Regions from separate parts of the Pan troglodytes genome. Here region 2 is linked to region 1. A link is a contact called in public HiChIP or PLAC-seq data. All regions are on one chromosome and are shown on one strand. The core of a region is the stretch at or near the end of the contact, and the rest is flanking DNA. Distances in the headings are between cores, read along the strand shown.

Evidence for each region. HiChIP or PLAC-seq counts read pairs in DNA pulled down with a chosen protein or histone mark.
Region 2: a contact with region 1 is called in an H3K4me3 HiChIP or PLAC-seq map of stem cell-derived excitatory neurons, with 2.8 times the contacts expected there. The contact joins the promoter of RWDD2A here to the promoter of DOP1A in region 1. A contact is called at or near these places in 2 of 7 Hi-C or Micro-C datasets (induced pluripotent stem cells and stem cell-derived neural progenitor cells), 1 of 1 datasets of contacts at active chromatin or transcription factors (stem cell-derived excitatory neurons) and 1 of 1 other capture datasets (stem cell-derived neural stem cells).

Annotation. Positions count from the first base shown.
Region 1 is chr5:95,092,581-95,095,877 of NHGRI_mPanTro3-v2.0_pri, forward strand. It overlaps DOP1A (DOP1 leucine zipper like protein A), which reads left to right and starts at 1,622. Exons shown (of 37, transcript XM_063813236.1): 1 at 1,622-1,734.
Region 2 is chr5:95,218,200-95,221,939 of NHGRI_mPanTro3-v2.0_pri, forward strand. It overlaps RWDD2A (RWD domain containing 2A), which reads left to right and starts at 2,017. Exons shown (of 3, transcript XM_527440.7): 1 at 2,017-2,143; 2 at 3,012-3,351. The coding sequence starts at 3,151. PGM3 (phosphoglucomutase 3) reads right to left here and starts at 1,994. Exons shown (of 13, transcript NM_001279797.1): 1 at 1,879-1,994.

The sequences.
Region 1 (3,297 bases), core at 372-2,871:
GTTAGCATCCCTGGAAATGACCATAAAAATCAGACCCAGGGTTCACACCTTTGGCTAGCTCGAAGGGAGGGAGATGATGGAGGCAAGTGTTACAGGTGGGCTTTGTCCCCAGGAGATCCAAGAACAGAATTCCCGGCCCCAAACCCACTTTATCTTGGTCTCTTTATGAACAAGGGTCGTTTGTTAGCCTCTATGTAAAGCGACAAAATTTTCAAGAATTGACTTGCCATTGCTTCTCAACTTAGACAGGATAGCTCCAAAATTGAAACAGGTGCAAAAATATAAGGAAGTTCTTTGTTACCTAATGCAGAAGAGTGTGGCTGAAGTCTATCAGGACTAACCATTTTTTAGGGGGTAAAAAAGGAAGATGAGAATGATTACGTATGTACAGCTCCACTATTCACTTTCACAAAAGTAAAAACTAAGAGAAGTTGGAGAAGTTTACTACCAGAAGATAGTTTTGAAAAGTTTGACACAGTAAAGAACCTGGTATAATGTAAATACTTATAATGAAGAACTATTAAAATATAAGACCAGGGTAGAATTACAATAGGGCTTCTTAAAAACAAGGAGCTGCTTTTATTTATTTATTTTTTTTCGGAGTCTCGCTCTGTCGCCAAGGCTGGAGTGCAGTGGCGTGATCTCGGCTCACTGCAACCTCTGCCTCCTGGGTTCAAGTGATTCTCCTGCTTCAGTCTCCCGAGTAGCTGGGATTACAGGCGCGCGCGCCACCATGCCAGGCTAATTTTTCTGTTTTTGGTAGATCCGCCCACCTTGGCCTCCCAAAGTGCTGAGATTACAGGTGTGAGCCACCATGCCCAGCCTAAACCATAAATAAATTCTAAATAAATAAATCCTGTCATATATTTTAAGATAATAGCTTGACAATTTTTCTAAAATCAGTATTTGGGGTGATTAAAGTTTATTATGTTGATGCACAAATTATTATATCTATCACAATAATTTGAAGTTATAGATGGAAGCAACAGCTCACTTAAAAAAATAAAGTTTACTATTATTTGGTCTCAAATAATTCATCTATTTGAAGGATGATGATTTCAACTCTTCATATCTTCCACCTTTAATACCCGAGGCTATTGAATGCTTAAATATTGACACATTATATTGAAATATACAACTTCCTTAGCACAGCTTACTCTTTATAATTGTTTTGTTAGCTTAAAAGATTGTTATATATTTAGTTACGTATTTGTAAAAACTTTCATTTTTTTACCGTATGGTGTTGGCAAAACGGTGCAATTTACCTTGGAGTAACCAGATATGATTGATAGAGCTCTAGACTCAAAGAAGTTCCAAATCTGACACCAACTACTTGTCTCCTAACTTCACAAGTCTCCTAACCTCTCTGGGATGCAGGTTACTCATATGAAATATTGAGAAACTATTCAAATAATATTTAAAAGCTGTTTTCAGTTCCTATTATCTCTTCAAATGAAAACATCTGCTAACCCCCTTTCTAGCCACTCCTGAAATTGGTAGCCATGGCCGCTTCCCGCGACAGTCCACTTGAGGGCGCTGTGGCAACAGCTAGCGCCGGGAGGCAGGAAGCCGATCGGGGGCGGGGATCGAAGGCCTCAGACGTCGACGCTGGCGTGGGCGCGAGCACGGTGCACTCTGGGAGCTGTCACTAGGCCCTTCGGCTCCCGGTCTCGGTGTAGCTGCCGTGGTTGCCAGGAGAGCTGCGCCGGCGAGAAGCGGCCGAGCCAGCAGCAGGTAAAAGCGTCCCCGCCCCCAGTGCGGTCGCTAGGCTGGTAGCCGGCTCCGAGCATCCTTCTCGGCCCGGCTAGGTCCTGAGCCGCGGGGACGCCTTGCGAGTCTGACTGCTGTGGCGTCGGGGGTGTTGCCGCTCCGGCCCCGCCAGCAGCCGCGAAGCTGGTCGGCCGCCCTCTGGTTTCCGGGGAGTCGGGAGCTGCGCGGGGACTGGAGGGCCAGGGCTGGGGCCGGGGCCTGGGCCGGGCAGAGGCGCGAGGGCGGCCCCAGGTGAGGGAGGCCGGAGGCGGGGCCGGGGAGCCGGGGGCAGGTCCCGAGCCTCCCCTGCTGGGGCGGAGCGGTGCGCAAGGCTGGGGCAGAGGTCGCACCTGTGCGATGGAGGCGCGCGGAGTAACCTCTTTGTTGAAGGAATCGAGGCGTTGTGCCTTCTCGGCTGGTGGGTTCTTTTAGCATTGAGGAGACACGTAGGCCCGCGATGGTTCATGTTCTCCAGGGGGCTTAGAAAGGAGTACCGAAGTTTATTAAGAGGAAGTCATAAGAGTCAAACGGGTGTTGTTAACAATTATCACCTTTGATTCCCAAGCCTTTTAAAGTTGCAACATAACAATAGTCACTTGTTTGGGCCTCCTCCAGTCTTGTACCCTGAGGGGGCGGGGAATGGCACACAACTATTTTTCTTAAGCTAACTAAATTGTGTTTGAACATTTTTACACTATCTTAGAGTTCTATGGCGTTTGAGAAATGTAAAGATTGGGAAAATGACTTCGACTCCAGCTAAAGCAGTCAAAAAAAATGATAATTACCAAAAATGTAGGAAACTGTTTGCCTGACAAATAGGCCCTGAACTGTAGAGAGAGAAAAATCTGTTTTGATGTTGTTGGCCATTGTCTATGCAGACATAAGTTCTCACATTTTAATTTTGTTTGTGGGTATTAATATGGTCTACAGTGAATAACATATGTCGGCATTATGTGCTAAGTAACTCACCACCTGATAGATAACACAGTGATTTAGGTGGGCCAACTGAAGTTATGAGTAAATTAAAACCACGAGTAGTCTAAATGCTTTATTTTAGTGATTACTTTCGGCCACAACTGATAACTAAATCATTCTCTGTAATTGTTAAGCAGTAGCAAATCTCCACGTGGGCTTGATTATTAGGTACCTAGTGCTGAAAGAACTAAAAACACCTGATTTAATACACAAACCAGAAAATGTGACACCATAACCCAAATCTTAAATGTAAGGTAAGTGTTGTCAGTTAAATGTTTGTATACATTCAAAGAAGTCCTATTTTGTAGTTAAAGTAAAGGAGTGAGCTCTGGCCTGGGAATGAAGAGATTAGATTCAAGTGCTTTAATCTGCTACTAACCAGATGTGATCTGCAGGCTTCGGTTTTGTCATTGTTTAAGGAAATTTGAAAAGACCAGGGTTTTCCAAACTGATGTTTTCCCCCAGAACAGTGTTCTAAAACCATTTAATAGGCTTACTTTCCCCAAAGCAGTGTTCAATGGCAAATAATTTGGGAGCACACTAGCTTAAACTAGGTTTAACTTTTTTGCTTAT
Region 2 (3,740 bases), core at 767-3,266, 130 kb after region 1:
ACACTTAAATTGGTCCCCTCTCAACTAAAATGAAGATTTTACACCTATTCAGAGACTCCAATGAGCTCAAAGATCATTTCATTTTACAAAAAGGGAAACTAACCTAAATTAACATAGATAGCTGGTGACGGATTGAGGCCTAAAGTCAGATTCTTGAGTGGACTGAAACTACATATCCCCAAATATCTGAGAAATCTTTGTGGTTCTTTTGCTATTTCTCCCAAACTACAGAGACATATTCTTAAAGGAAAAGCAAAAGGCAACAGTTTCTTCTCCAGGACTACCCAGATCTTTTTCCATTTGCTAAAAACAATCAGGACTCCCTTCTAAGATGTTGCTCTAAAACTAGCAATATCTTCTTCCGAAAGAATGCCACCTTTTTCCTTTACTTTTAAAAATAAAACATCGGCCGGGAGCGGTGGCTCACGCCAGTAATCTTAGCACTTTGAGAGGCCAAGGCAGGCGGATCACCTGAGGTCAGGAGTTTGAAACCAGCCTGGCCAACATGGCGAAACCGCCTCTCTACTAAAAATACAAAAAAATTAGTCGGGCGTGTTGGCGGGCGCCTGTAATCCCAGCTACTCGGGAGGCAGAGGTTGCAGTGAGCCGAGATCGCGCCACTGCACTCCAGCCTGGGTGACAAAGGGAGACTCGGCCTCAAAAAAAAAAAAAAAAAAAAAAACAGGCCAGGTGAGGTGGCTCACGCCTGTAATCCCAGCATTTTGGGAGGCCAAGGCGGGCGGATCACGAGGTCAGGAATTCAAGAACAGCCTGACCAACATGGTGAAACCCCTGTCTCTACTAAAAATACAAAAAGTAGCCTGGCGTGGTGGTGCGCGCCTGTAGTCCCAGCTACTCATGAGGCTGAGGCAGGAGAATCGCTTGAACCCGCGGGTGGAGGTCGCAGTGAGCCGAGATCGCGCCACTGCACTCCAGGCTGGGCGACAGGGTGAGACTCCGTCTCCAAACAAACAACAACAAAAAATCGGCCCTTAGCCCACTAATACTGCTTTCTCTGGGATACTCCCATTAAGTGGAACTTGGGGTTTCCAACCTCAGTCAGTAGTTTTCCTTCAGTAGTCCATATACTACATTTCCTGGGTCAATTAATTCCCAATTAGCCCAGAGATAAGGAGCAGTCCGCCAGCTGCTAGCCTCATAATTTTGTTTTCTTTATTGTCCTTCATTGCTTCAATGAACAGAACTTACAAGAAATGGTGAAAAATACTTGCTTTTGTCCAGTTGGAAAAAGCTGGCATTCAGTAAGCTAATTAGTTCAAGACAGTGATCAGATCTCTTTCCTAAGGATGAATACATATTTGTAAAAACTGAGCAGTCAGTTATGTGTCATGATTATTCATAAGAGTGTAAACCAGTCCTGTTAACTCCAAAAAGCCATTAAAAAAAAAAAAGGTCCAGATAATATGAGTTCATCCTTTCATGCGTTTTAGGCCCTACAACTACTTTCAATGCGTCTGCGAATGCCTTTATTGAAAGCATATTTGCCAAATCCAGCGTCCACGCAAAAAGTTAAGAGTATCCCCCTACTCTCCATTCAATCTTCAAATCTCCTTGGTGCCTCTCTCCCGCCTACCCTCGAATCACCGCACAAGGGTGATTCCCGGCACTCCACCCTGAGGTCCCCGCCTAGGTCCACGTACCAGAGCCCCGGCAGGAGACCCGCGGCCCGGCCCGACCAGCCCGCCCGCGGGGCGCAGGGCCCTGTAGGTGTGTCCCGCGCGCTCCGCCGCTCGGTCAGTCGCCCGCCAGATCACTAGCCCCTCCGTCGGGCCGAGAATCTGACCTGTCCCGCTCCCACCGAGCCCTTGCCGACCGGTAGTCTCCCTTCTCAACTCCGAGCCTCGGGGCCCGGCTTACCTCGGTCAGGAAGCCCCCTTCACCTACACGCAGCGGAGAAGCGCCCAAGCAACGACGTCTGCACCCAAACCCAGTCCTCAGAACCGCAGACGTGGCCCTGCGTGGCTTCCGGCTCGTCGCCACGCCCCCTGGCCAATCACGGCAGAGGACTATCCGCCAGCCCCGCCCCCGCCTCGCCGCCGGTCGCGCGCAGCTGGCGCCTGAGGAACTGCGGCTGCGGTTCCGAGCGGGGTCTGGGGCTGTTACCATTGAATGACCAGAAAGGGTGAGGCCCCCGCGGTGGCCCGGGGGTTGGGGCCGAGGGTCGCGGGCCCTCAGAGCACTGCGGCCGCGGAGGCACAGCCTCCGCCTCCAAATCCGGGCCTCTGGGGGCGGCAGGCCCTGCGTTCCTGGGAAGCCGGGGTTCCTAGTGGTCTTGGCTAGGAGCGGGGGTGGGGAATCAGCCCCGTCGCTGGGCCTCGGACAGGGCGACCTCGCCCACAGTGAGCGCCGCCGGCGGCCCGCATCCCCCTCTCCGACGTCGAGGTCATCTCCCAAACCTTTGAATCTGGGAAGCCTTCTCCGGCTGCCGTCTCCCCGGGTACCCCCTTCCCCCAGCTCACTGTAAACATCTTTTATTTAATGACCTCTGAGACACCCCCTACCCTTATCCTGGGTCCCTCGGGGCAGAGGCCAGTGAATCGTAAACGTCCGGAGCCCTGGAATGCGGCTCAAGCGAAAAGGCCACCCCGGTGTCGGGGGGAGGCGGTCCGCGAGTCCAGGACCGAGGGGTGGCGACTGGCGCTGGGGAACTCGGAGCCCATCCTGCTGGCACTGCGGCCTCTCTCGCCGCAGCGTCTGGCTCCGCCCAAGCCCGAGCCCCGGGTGGGATTGGAAGCCGGCCCCCAGCCTTTCCCAGAATTCAGGCTTGCAGAGCGTCTGCAGGTGTCTGCCTGCCACCTGCAGCGGGACAGTTCCCAACACCTGTTGAAAGTGCAGATTCCCCTATCTAGTGCGGGGTGCGGGAGGCGGGAACCCGGAGCCCGGGTACGCAGAATATGGGTTTTAACGGAGTGTTTTAGAGGATGTTGTGCATAGTAGATTTTGGAGTCAGGAAATAAAGAAGAGTGTAAGTGTCTGGTTTGTGCCCCTAGCTCTCGGTGCAAATCGTTCCTGCAGAATTGCTTCCACGTAAAGGGACCTTCGGGAAATTTCGCTGGATACCGGCTGGCATTGACAAACCCAGCGTCCCTGAGCCTTGTGAGGTTTCCAGCAGGCTGATTGCGAGGCAACATGTCTGCTTCGGTGAAAGAAAGCCTTCAGCTTCAGCTACTGGAGATGGAAATGCTGTTTTCTATGTTTCCTAACCAAGGAGAAGTAAAACTTGAAGATGTAAATGCCCTGACGAATATAAAGAGGTATTTGGAAGGCACAAGGGAGGCGCTGCCACCAAAAATCGAATTTGTAATTACGCTCCAGATTGAAGAGCCCAAGGTAGGTACCCTGATTTAAGTGTTTGCCAGGTGCCCAGTTTTTAACTGAAACATCTAGAACATGAGCTTTCTGTCAAGGAAAGATAGAAATATTCCAGGTGCATATTTCCTTGTTTGAAAGATACGGAATGCTCTATAAATTGTCTTCAGTAAATATCTTTAATTTTATGTAAACATACACACCTTTTTAACAAATATACCTGGAGTTTTTATTGACGCTATCTTGCAGTCTTATGCCATTATTATTTTGTTCACCCATCCAGTTGGACTACCTTTCACATGTATCATGATTTTCATAAATCTAAATATCTCCTGTAACAAAACTGTCTTTTAAGGAGTGAATGAGTGGATTTTTTGATGGCACCATAACACAGAAAGCAAATACGGATG